Regions from separate parts of the Mus musculus genome. Here region 2 is linked to region 1. Evidence: chromatin contacts called from public Hi-C data. All regions are on one chromosome and are shown on one strand. Each heading gives the region's core, a stretch centred on a gene start, on an enhancer-like site or on the middle of the called end of the contact. The rest is flanking DNA. Distances are from core to core; before and after follow the strand shown.

Region 1 (5,416 bases), core at 2,764-5,263:
CCTTACCCAGGTTCTATGCACTTTTAGGAGCTCTACTTTACTTGGTAACTGTTAGCTCTTAGAAAGAAAAGACCATCTCTTCTTTACCTAGAATCTAAGGTACAGCCATTTGATATACGAAATAAGCCAACGGTATCCATGGGTCAGTAAGAGGGTTCAGCAAGCAAAGGCGTCTGTCCCAGGCCTGCGGACCTGAGCTTGATCCCTGGACCCATATGGTTCAATGGAGAACAACTATGACAATTACAAATTCATTAAGAAATCTAGAGTAGGGCTAGAGAGATGGCTCAGTGGTTAAGTGCACCAACTATTCTTCCAGCGGCCCTGAGCTCAACTCCCAGCAACCACATAGTGGCTCACAACCATCTGTAATGGGATCTGATGCCCTCTTCTGGTGTGTCTAAAATAACATTAAATAAATAAATAACATAAACATAAAATAAATAAAACAATCTAAAAGAAAAAAAAAGACAGGGTTTCACACTAAAAAAAAAAAAAAAGAAACCTAGAATAATACATACTACATCATTTAGTGTTCAAGAGGCTGGAAAGACGGTTCGGTGGATAAAAGCATTGGCTGTAAAAGCACAAGAACCTGTTCTGGACCCCAGCACCCTTGGAGCACAGAGAACCAAGCATGGCTCTGCATACACCTACAACCTCAGAGCTGTGAAAGAAGACAGAGAAGTGAGAGGCTTGCTACCTGCCAACCTACACTCCAGAGTCACAGAGAACACTAGAGCAGAACACCTGACTTTCAAGTGCACACAGGCACACATGCCACACTCTGCTTGTACAGAAAAATCATGGTGTTAAAAAAACCGTAGCTTTAACCAGGTGTGGCATGATAGCTCATACCTATGAGCCCATGACACAAAGGCCCAGACTCAAAAACAAAAATCAGACAATATCTCCCAAACAATAAATCAAAAACCTAGCTTCCATACTAGCCTTTGTTATAATCCAAGAAAGCCTGAGAAAGTCACATGACCTTCACAGTCTGGAGGAAGCTTCCTTTCTCAAAATGGGGAAATTGAACAAGACAATCTTTCTCTAGACTTTCCATGAATGACACCACCCATAAAGAAAATAAGAGCTGCTGAATAAAAATAAATCATGCTTGTGGTCAGACAATGCAACTTGGACCCACAGAAGAATCAGCTTTTTATTTTTTCAGTGAAGGAAAATGCTTGGGGACATTTGGCTAGGCTGTCAATAACTGAGGAAAGAGCAACAAGTCAGGAGGAAGGCATCAGGAAAGCCTGAGACCACTGGGAATAACAAACCTGACCTAGATTGGCTAATGAGGAATGGCAACACAAAAGAAATGACTTAGAAGGCATAAACTAGAATGGGAAACCAAGGGCAAAGGAAGACGCTCTTAAAACACATTTACTGTAGAAACCCATAATCTGAAGGCAAGAAAGCCAGGAACACCCTGAACAGCACGTTTTCTTGTACGCTAAACTAACGAGGGAAGTCAGAGAAAGGCAAGTAAAGCCCAGTGAAAGCAACCTTAGCTGACACCAGCACTGCCAGCTGAGTGTACGGTTCCCACCTTTAACATCAAAAGCAAGTGCTAAGGAAAAGGAAGCTTGGGAGTGCAGAATTAGACCCTAATCACTAGAGCTGACTAGGTACCTTATACAACTTGGAAAAAAAGTATTTTCAATAAACGCCTTATCCGGAACTCCTGGACAGACACCCTGACAGTTAGCACCGACAGATAACACTGTCTTGTTTGTGAATTCCTTTCTCCTTGCCTGTCAGAGGGGTGTCAGAGGGGTGAGCTCAGAGCATCAGACAGGAATCTACCTCCTCCATGCATCTCCTATTCCATCCTCAACCTAACAACCTATCAATCAAGCCAAAAAGCAAGGAAGCAGACAGAGGCCAGAAGCTCCACGGCCTTTCCTTGACATTATTACCTTTCCCATCTCCTCAGGGGTGTTCAACAGCTCAGGGCAGCAATGGCTCCTAAGAGCCATTTCAGTCTCTCCAGGGAACTCTGCCAAGAAGGTGTGTTAGAGCAAACCCTGATTTCATGAAGGGAAATACACATGCTCGGCTGACAGAAATCCCTCAGTAGCAGTGCCAGACACTTAGTTTGATAGAGAAAGTCCTGGGGTAGGGATTTTGAATATTCAACCCCTGATTAGCTAGTGCTCAACATGGGACAATTCGAACCAATATCACAGACTCCTCTTCTATTTGGAAAAGTGGTGGGTGGGGGCTGGAGAGATGGCTCAGCGGTTAGAGCATTGTTGCTGAGTACCCAATTTCAGTTCCCAGAACCCACACTGCAGCTAAGAACTATCTGCAACTTCAGTTTCAGAGACTCCAACGCCTCTTCTGGCCCCTGAATACATGTACATAGACACATATCAGGCAAAACACCCATTTACATAAAATAAAAATAAATAAACGTTGCGGAAGAAAAGAAAAGGCAGCGTGGAATACAGTGCTTTAATCAAGATAGCTTCCAAATTTTTAGTTTCCCGTCTTCATGCTAGCTTCCAGCTTGATTACATCACACACGTTTTTTGCTTTTTGGGTTCTGTTGATTGTCCCTACAAAAAGTAACATTCCAAACTAGTTATCTCAGAGGCAAGCCCATATTTCAGGGGTTTCAAAGACTCTGCTTGCAAACTAAATTACAACACTAATCAACACTCTGAGAGCAGCTATTGTATGCAACACCCTGGGGTTCCAAGTTCTTAAAAGCTGATGCTTCCTGAAAAACTGCTAACCTTTTCCTTCTTATCTTCCTCTCCCTACCTCTCTGCTCTGCCATCAGATCAAGCCTGTGCATTCCCACCAGCCACCATTCCCAGACCCTTGCCTTTCTTTCACTTTGCCTGTCCCTCTTTCCATTCCAGAAATGCTTGTTCCTTGCAAAGTGTGCTTGTCTCCTAGCAACTTCCAAACATTTACTTAAATATTTTATTAACCAAAGACAATATGGTAAAGCATCTCTGAGCAACTGTATCCAACTGAGGTTCTAGAGTACAAGGTAAGGAGTGTTAAAAAGCAGACTCAGCCAGGTAGGTGCTGTATGCTAGTCATTCCACCAATACAGAGGCAGAGGCAGAAGCAGAGGCAGGAATACATCTCAAGTTCAAGAATAGCCTGGTCTAGCCATGTAGGTGTACTCCTTTAGACCCAGCACTCTGAGTTTAAGACCAACTTGATTTACAAAGAGAGTTCCAGGACAGCCAGGGCAACACACAGAAACCCTCCCTGTCTTGGAAAAGAAAACAAAGCCAACCAACCAAATAAAAAATAATAAACTTGGCCTATATAGTAAGTTCTAGGCAATCCAGGATTGTAAAACTGGATATGTATTGGGGGAAAAAAATCACAACAATAAACAAATAAATAAATAAAATTGTGCTTATGGTAACATTGAACTGCACAACAAGTTGTATGACTCTCAATACTTCCCAGAAATTAGTTTTCCCAAAATATGAAGCACCTTTTTTCCTCCCCTTTTATTTCTTATTTGACTGCTCCATTTGTAGTCTACCAGGGAGGCAAAGCTTATGTCAAAGTTACAATAAGGGGCAAAGCTCCCTAGCACCAAGATGGAACAGCTAAAAGTATAGTGTCTTTCAGGCCACCCAAACAATCTATGCACCTACACAAGAGAAAATAGACTCCTTAGAATAAGTCATGGACACTGAGACTTAAATCTAATATGTACTTAAACAGTCGTAATCCATTCACCACAGACTACAACTGAATTTAGAAGATTCTAACACAAGTATTCTAAAAGATGAGAAATGAAGAACACCCTCGGAGGTACCCTTCCACACAGAACAACGATTGTGAACATGGATACATGGCAAGGACCTCCTGAAGCAGATGTAGGGAACAGTCTAATGAACCTGGAACAGTAGCAAGAACTCCTGGTACTCCAGGCCTCTTTAAAACAGCATTACCCATCTGCACCCCAGAGAAAATGGCAAATCACAGCCAGCACAGGATGAACCATGCCAATTACCAGCTGGAACTCGACTCTACCGAGGTGGACTACAGCATCTGCCACCCAAACACAGGCAGCCTCTCTGGCAGCTGCCACTGGCAAAAGGGAATCAACCATTGTGTTATATAATGGGAAAAAAAATCACAGCCCTGCTACCGAAAACACCCAGATGTTGCTAAAAGCTACAGATGTGCCAGAGGCAAAGACCAAAATACCTATAGCAAAGAAAACACAAGCTACTACCTACCAAAATCCAGGCAATAAGAGAGCACCACCACCCATATATATATATATATCTCCAGTCTTTATTTATTAACACTTATATTTGGAAATAGGTATTCCCTGCTGCAACTGATGTAATTACAGAGAAATCAATTTATGCCGCATCTGCTGTGATCAGCTGAATGCACAGGGCGAGCAGAGCAAAGCAGAAAATCAAGAGCCAAAGAACAGCTCACCACCAGACCAGCTGCTTTGTAGGAAAATGTAGGCTGCTCAAGTCTGTGGCAGCCTGATCTGACCCTAGACTGGAAACTATTCTACTGTAGTTCTACAAGCTTTATTTCCTGAAGCATCAGCTAAGATCGCTTTCCCCAGGGAGGGAAGCAGTCCTACTGCCTCCTGGGGTTGCAGGCACCTATGCTTCCACATCAAGCAGAAAGGGAGGTATTTGGCAGCAATAAAACCACCAAGAGACTTTTGATTTCTGATGGTTGCAGGAGATAACTGGCAGAGAGCAATACTTTCAGGGGCCAAAGAATATTCTAGGCCAAACTTTCAAAGCTACCACAGTAACCCACAATGCCTGATTAAGTGCTGCCTAGTATAGTCAGTACCTCCTGTCCCTTGTTTTCTAGACTGGTATCTTTATCACTTTGTTTTTGGTAGCCACCAATAGAATCCTTAGCAGATACACCATGACAATGAACTCTTTGTCCTGCCATAGACTCAGCAGTACCATTTACCCCACTAAGAACATCATTCAGGTTGAACATGTAACCAAAGCCTTTTACATTTATCAACCATCATGATCCTGATGAGGAGATTTCAGCCAAGCAGGAAATCACATGAAGATTTAATGTCAGCATCTAGCAACAAGTGTCTTGACATGTGACAATAATAAGGTGTGAGAAAATTCACTCTACCAAGTAGCTGATCCCCAAACAGAAATTGTATTCCAAGAGGTCTGTGCCTGCTGCAAATGAGTCTGTAGGGAATTCTCTAATTTGGAACAAAATCACATTATCATTACCAGCTGCTCTGACCTTGTAATTGGTCATTACCCACAAACTAACGAGCCTCCCACAGAGTGCACACAGCATTTGGCGGTTAGTCCGGGGCAGTTCTGATGGGCAGTGGGCAGCCAGATCTGGCCACCGCTTACCTTTTCAGACTTGACTTTCTTTAGTGGCCGGCACTCATTCTCCCCTT
Region 2 (4,697 bases), core at 1,665-4,164, 34 kb after region 1:
GCTTCAGAATCACATTTACTCAAAATGCATCTAAGGGATGCTCACACTCAAAAGTCCAACTCTGAAACTACTAAAGCTAACCGAGGTAAACTTAATGTGAGGGTCTGCTTTCACTGACAACACTCAAGAAAAAAACACCAACAGCCCAAGAAGAAAAAGGCCTTAACTTCAGTTTAACTGGGGCATGCTAAGAAGCCTGGGACACACAGTTAGAAACAGCCTGGGGCACATAATGCTTTTGGTAAGGCTTAAAAACAGTTCTACTATAAAAAAAATTAAGTGTCAAAATAACCTGTTCTCTCCTATTAAAGTCCCACCATCTAAATGCCAGGCCATCATGTAAAGAAACTCAACGATATAAAGGATAATGGAGGGAGAGACCACAGTTAGCATTTCTTGTCTTGTCTTGAAAGACCTTTAACAAAAACCAAAGGGCCCCGTTCGATGATAAACTATAGAAAATGGTTAGATAGCTATTTTATACACTGCATACTGAATACAATCCCCTTTACAGTGAATCTTTTAAAAGATGTCCTTAGGGGGCTGGAGAGATGACTCATTGGTTAAGAGCACTGGCTGCTCTTCCAGAGGTCCTGAGTTCAATTCCCAGCAACCACGTGGCGGCTCACAACCATCTGTAATGGCTATACATAAAATAAGTAGTTCTTTAAAAAAAAAAAAAAAAAGACGTCTTTAAAGTCTTCCATGAAAACATCTTTTCTAGTCCTATCTATAGGTAATTGTTACATTTGTAATTACACTTGTAATACAATTACATTAGCTATAATTGATTATATATGTAATTGATGTGAGAGACTTAATGGTACCAAAATACTGCTTGGAGACTTTCATAACACAGTCAAGGACCTGATTCTTCCTATCCTTCTCTAATACCAGATCCAAAAGATTTTTAGCAGTTCCTCTCTGTGGCAAATTTCTCTCCATAATACCTGAATCATCTTCTCTCATTAAATACTGAATTATAAAAGGCAAGTTTTGTTTTCAAAACTTGTCTTGGGCAAATTGAGCAGCTTTTTGTTGTTGTTATTATTATGTAATTATTCACCAGGAAGTCACCATTTAAAAAGGGAACAGGGTGCAGGGCATAGGTGCATGCCTGTAATTGCTAGCACTGCCCAGGAATGATTTTGAGTTAGAGACCAGCCTGGGCAACTAATGAGTCCCTATTGGGGGAGGGGGCACTTGGTCCTGGACTCCCCTATCTTACTCATATACAGGCCTTTAGTGGTGTTCCTAAGAGAACAAACAAAAATAACTGCAGGAGACTCCCATTTCTATACAGAGACATTTAAATACAATGTTTTATGCAAGTACAGAACCTTCTTCACAGTCACCTTCCTCAAAGGTCTGCCACAAAGCATGAGGGTGGCGTGTCCCAGACGCTATTCCTTCACAACTTAGTTACAGGCTAACCAGAGGCAGGCACAACATGGCTGGCATCCTCTATTCTTCTGAAAAATGTGTGCCAGTGAGCCCTGCATTGTTCCTCACTCAAAAAGAAGAGCCTTTCTGTCTGGCCTCTTCCAATGGCAAGCCCCAGTCTGGAAAAGGAAGAAAATGGCACTGAGGAGCCTGGGAGATGGAGCATATCCAAAGCTCTCAGACAAGACTTGAACCTATGACCTTCACTGTGTACACAATAGGCGAGTGAGAGGGACCGGTTTATCTCTGCTGCAACAGTTCTCAGCCCTGGGGTAGCACTCCCGATAAAATGACACGACTATTGTGTGGCAGCAGAACAGTCATCTCTCACAACAGCCTAAACCAGCACTCCCTCCCCCAAGACAAAGCAGCAGGGGTGAAATTAACTCAAGGCTGCAGAGCAAAGCCTAATACAGAAAAGAGAGGCCTGTGGGGGCTTAGGGACTCTCCTCAACCCCTGGGGCTCTGGACACATGGCTGGAAACAGACAGGCTTTCTCCCCCATCTTTCCCACTCTCATTTAGGTAGGAAGCGGTTTCTGAGAGAATTTAATCATCTGTGATTTGTTCAGAAATATTCCCCCTGAAGGGCTCTGCTCTCTCCACCCTGTGTGAGCCTAATTCCTAGAAGCCGAAATGACTGTTTGCCGCTGCCTGTTTCACAAACACACATTAATTGGTCAGATGTGTCTCCTCCTCCTCAGCCCCAGAGGGAGGAAGGAGAATCTGAACCAAGCAGAGAGATGATCCAACCGTAATTACACATAAAGGGAAAAGAGGGCAGCATGGGGTTTCCAAACAGGACAGGGTCTCAAACCCTCCCGGGGATACAGGGACAGCAGTTTAAAGTCCAGGCCTAGGGATCCCTCCATCTTGAAGAAAAGGACAGGAGTAAAATGTGACCTAAGACTGGAAAGGCGCACACACCCACAACCTACTGCCTGCACGCTCCCAGCCACCTTGCTCTCCTTTCCCGGGTCGCGCACACGTCCTGCTTTCAACCCTCCGCTCCCGACGCTCCCCTGAGTCCCTAACGAGCCCCAGTCGCCCCGGGGCTCCCTCGGCAGAGCCTCCGAAAACTCTCTGGCCTGCCCCTACCACCTGGCCAAATCAGAGACTATCCCGGGCACCGCCACCCTCAGCCCGAACCGCCCGGGCCATGCTTTGAACTTCACCTCAGGCCCCCTCCCCCACCCACGCAACGACCCCGCTTTCCCCGCACACACCTTCCCCTCGCTCCGCCCCGGCCCCCCCAACCCCCACTTCCTCCGCCGGGCGCCGCTGCTCCGGCGCCCTCCGCGCCCCTCGGCGCCGGGCCTCCCCCAGAGTCGCCTCCCCCTCCCAGCCCCGGCTCCACACAAAGCTTAGACTCACCGCGCGGCCGGTCCCGGGAGCCGCCACCTCCGCCCGCCCGGGGCCCCGGGCCGCAGAGCCACCACTGCTACGCGTCCCGGGCCGCCATCTGGGCCGCGGCCCCTCCCCCTCCCCGCCCCGGCTCTCCGCCCCTCCCCGCGCCGCTCCGCCCCGCCTGGCCGGGGCCGCTGTGTCCGGGGCTGCGGGTCCCTCAGCTGCCGCCGCCGCCGCCGCCGCCGCCGCCACCGCCGCCGCCGCCGCCGCGATCCGGGACAACCAGGGCAGCCTGGAAGACCTGGACACTGGATTCTCGTGCTCTCGGATCCGGATTCCGTGCGCTATGGAGTCTGGAGCGGGCGAGTGCACGAGGAAACCCGGAACCTGGATGCAGGAGCTAAGTCCTGGGTCTCTAAATGCGCGGTAGCTGCGAGCCCTGAGAAAAGAATGCTGGAAAACCTGGCGGGCGGGTCGAAACTAAGATAAGCTCAGAAGACCGGGCTGGACAGTTTGAACCCAATGCTCTCTCCTCGTGCAGATTCCTGGCTGGATAAGACTTCTCACCGAAAAGTCTCTGGAGAAGCGTTAGCTCTTAAATACAGATGTTTTCTATCGTGGAAAGAGGAAAGATCATGGGATCTGAACATGAACCTTTCTACAAAGAACAGAAGACAAGTGCACAGCTCTTAACTGTCTCATCCATTTTGCCGCTTAGTTCGGCAAACTATTTTAAGTAAAGAATTTAGGGTGGGGGTTGGGGGGGACAGGACACGTGTCGTGGCGCACGTTTGCAGGTCAGCCGACAATTTGCAGGAGTCGTTCCCTCCACCATTTGGTTTTAGGGATCAAACTTAGATCCTTAGGCTTAGCAGCGCGCATCTTTACCCACTGAGCCATCTCACTGGCCCTCAAACTCCTTTTTTATTCAATGTCTTCAGTTTTTCTTTGATTATCGTTTGTTTTCCTCTAGAGTACCTGTGTCCCTTTCCACCTCAACATCCAGTATCACTAAATCTTACTGCTTTTTAACCTTGAGCCCGTTTCTGCACTCCATCTCACCATTCTGTCACTATAGATTGTGACTTTTAAATCTGTTACCTATCTTAAGGTTGCCCAGCACACCATCTACACAGCAGACATTCTGTTCTTGTGAAATTGAGCCCTCCCACCAGTTGCTTACGAAACTGCTTCATGACCTAAGACTTCCACCTCCTACCATAGCAAACCAATGTTTATCCAATTCTCAAGAACCCCCATCATGCCCTTCCTGTGTCTGAGACCATTTTATTCAGCTATGCAGTTACCTTTATTCTCTTATCCTAAGGGCACTCTTCACTGGTGCCATTCACAGTAGCATGTGACTTAGAGATCGAGTGAGTCATAACTTTGCTATCTTCACAGAAAGAAAAGGAGGGTGGGAGAGCTGACAGCTTAAAGATGAACGCTAAGCCCAAGCCCATCTAGTCTAGGAAAAAGTAATTCCCTCTTGGTCCATAGATAGTTTTATTGGATAGTAAAGGGACAGAACTGATGACTCAGAGTGGCGGCCAACTTACCAATCTATACTCTATATTACAAAATGAGGGCTTAAACAGAAAGGAAAAACAGGGTTTAGTGTTCCATATCTCTGTGATTTAATGAAGGGTTAAACATTGTAGCACTAGACTAAAACAGTTAGGGGACAAGGAAACAGTTCTACTTAGCTTTTAATCACAGTTAGCTGACTCTGACTAAAGACAAGGATCTAATGTATAAGACAGTAAGAGAATCTCAAGTTTTGACTTCTTGTATCTCGAGAGCAAGAATTGGCAAACTAGTAGCCCAAAGAACAAATCAGATTCACTACCACGTTTTGGTAAATCCTGTAAGTTAAAAACTAATTTTTACATTTTAACAATATTTAAA

The links. Hi-C and Micro-C count contacts between places; a contact is called where the count stands out from the background.
Region 2: a contact with region 1 is called in a Hi-C map of forebrain, with 2.2 times the contacts expected there. The contact joins the promoter of Zfp609 here to the enhancer-like site in region 1. A contact is called at or near these places in 8 of 39 promoter capture datasets (the 3T3-L1 cell line, 3T3-L1-derived adipocytes, the HPC-7 cell line and 4 more), 2 of 15 datasets of contacts at CTCF or cohesin (CD8 T cells and pro-B cells), 20 of 484 Hi-C or Micro-C datasets (3T3-L1-derived adipocytes, the G1E-ER4 cell line, brain and 11 more), 18 of 115 datasets of contacts at active chromatin or transcription factors (the 230-238 cell line, CD8 T cells, the HPC-7 cell line and 12 more) and 2 of 9 other capture datasets (adipose tissue and pancreatic islet).

Annotation. Positions count from the first base shown.
Region 1 is chr9:65,789,253-65,794,668 of GRCm38.p6, forward strand. Zfp609 (zinc finger protein 609) reads right to left here. Exons shown (of 10, transcript NM_172536.3): 2 at 5,370-5,416. Among named protein-coding and RNA genes, the nearest start is that of Zfp609, 36 kb to the right of the region's middle. Within about 2 kb of position 4,014, at least 43 of the 459 cell types and tissues checked have an H3K27ac peak or open chromatin away from gene starts, as enhancers often do. A contact at or near this core is called in cerebellar granule neurons, forebrain, hippocampal neurons and 3 more, where this site is marked.
Region 2 is chr9:65,824,650-65,829,346 of GRCm38.p6, forward strand. Zfp609 (zinc finger protein 609) reads right to left here and starts at 2,915. Exons shown (of 10, transcript NM_172536.3): 1 at 2,817-2,915. Trip4 (thyroid hormone receptor interactor 4) reads right to left here. Exons shown (of 14, transcript NM_001357872.1): 14 at 4,278-4,697.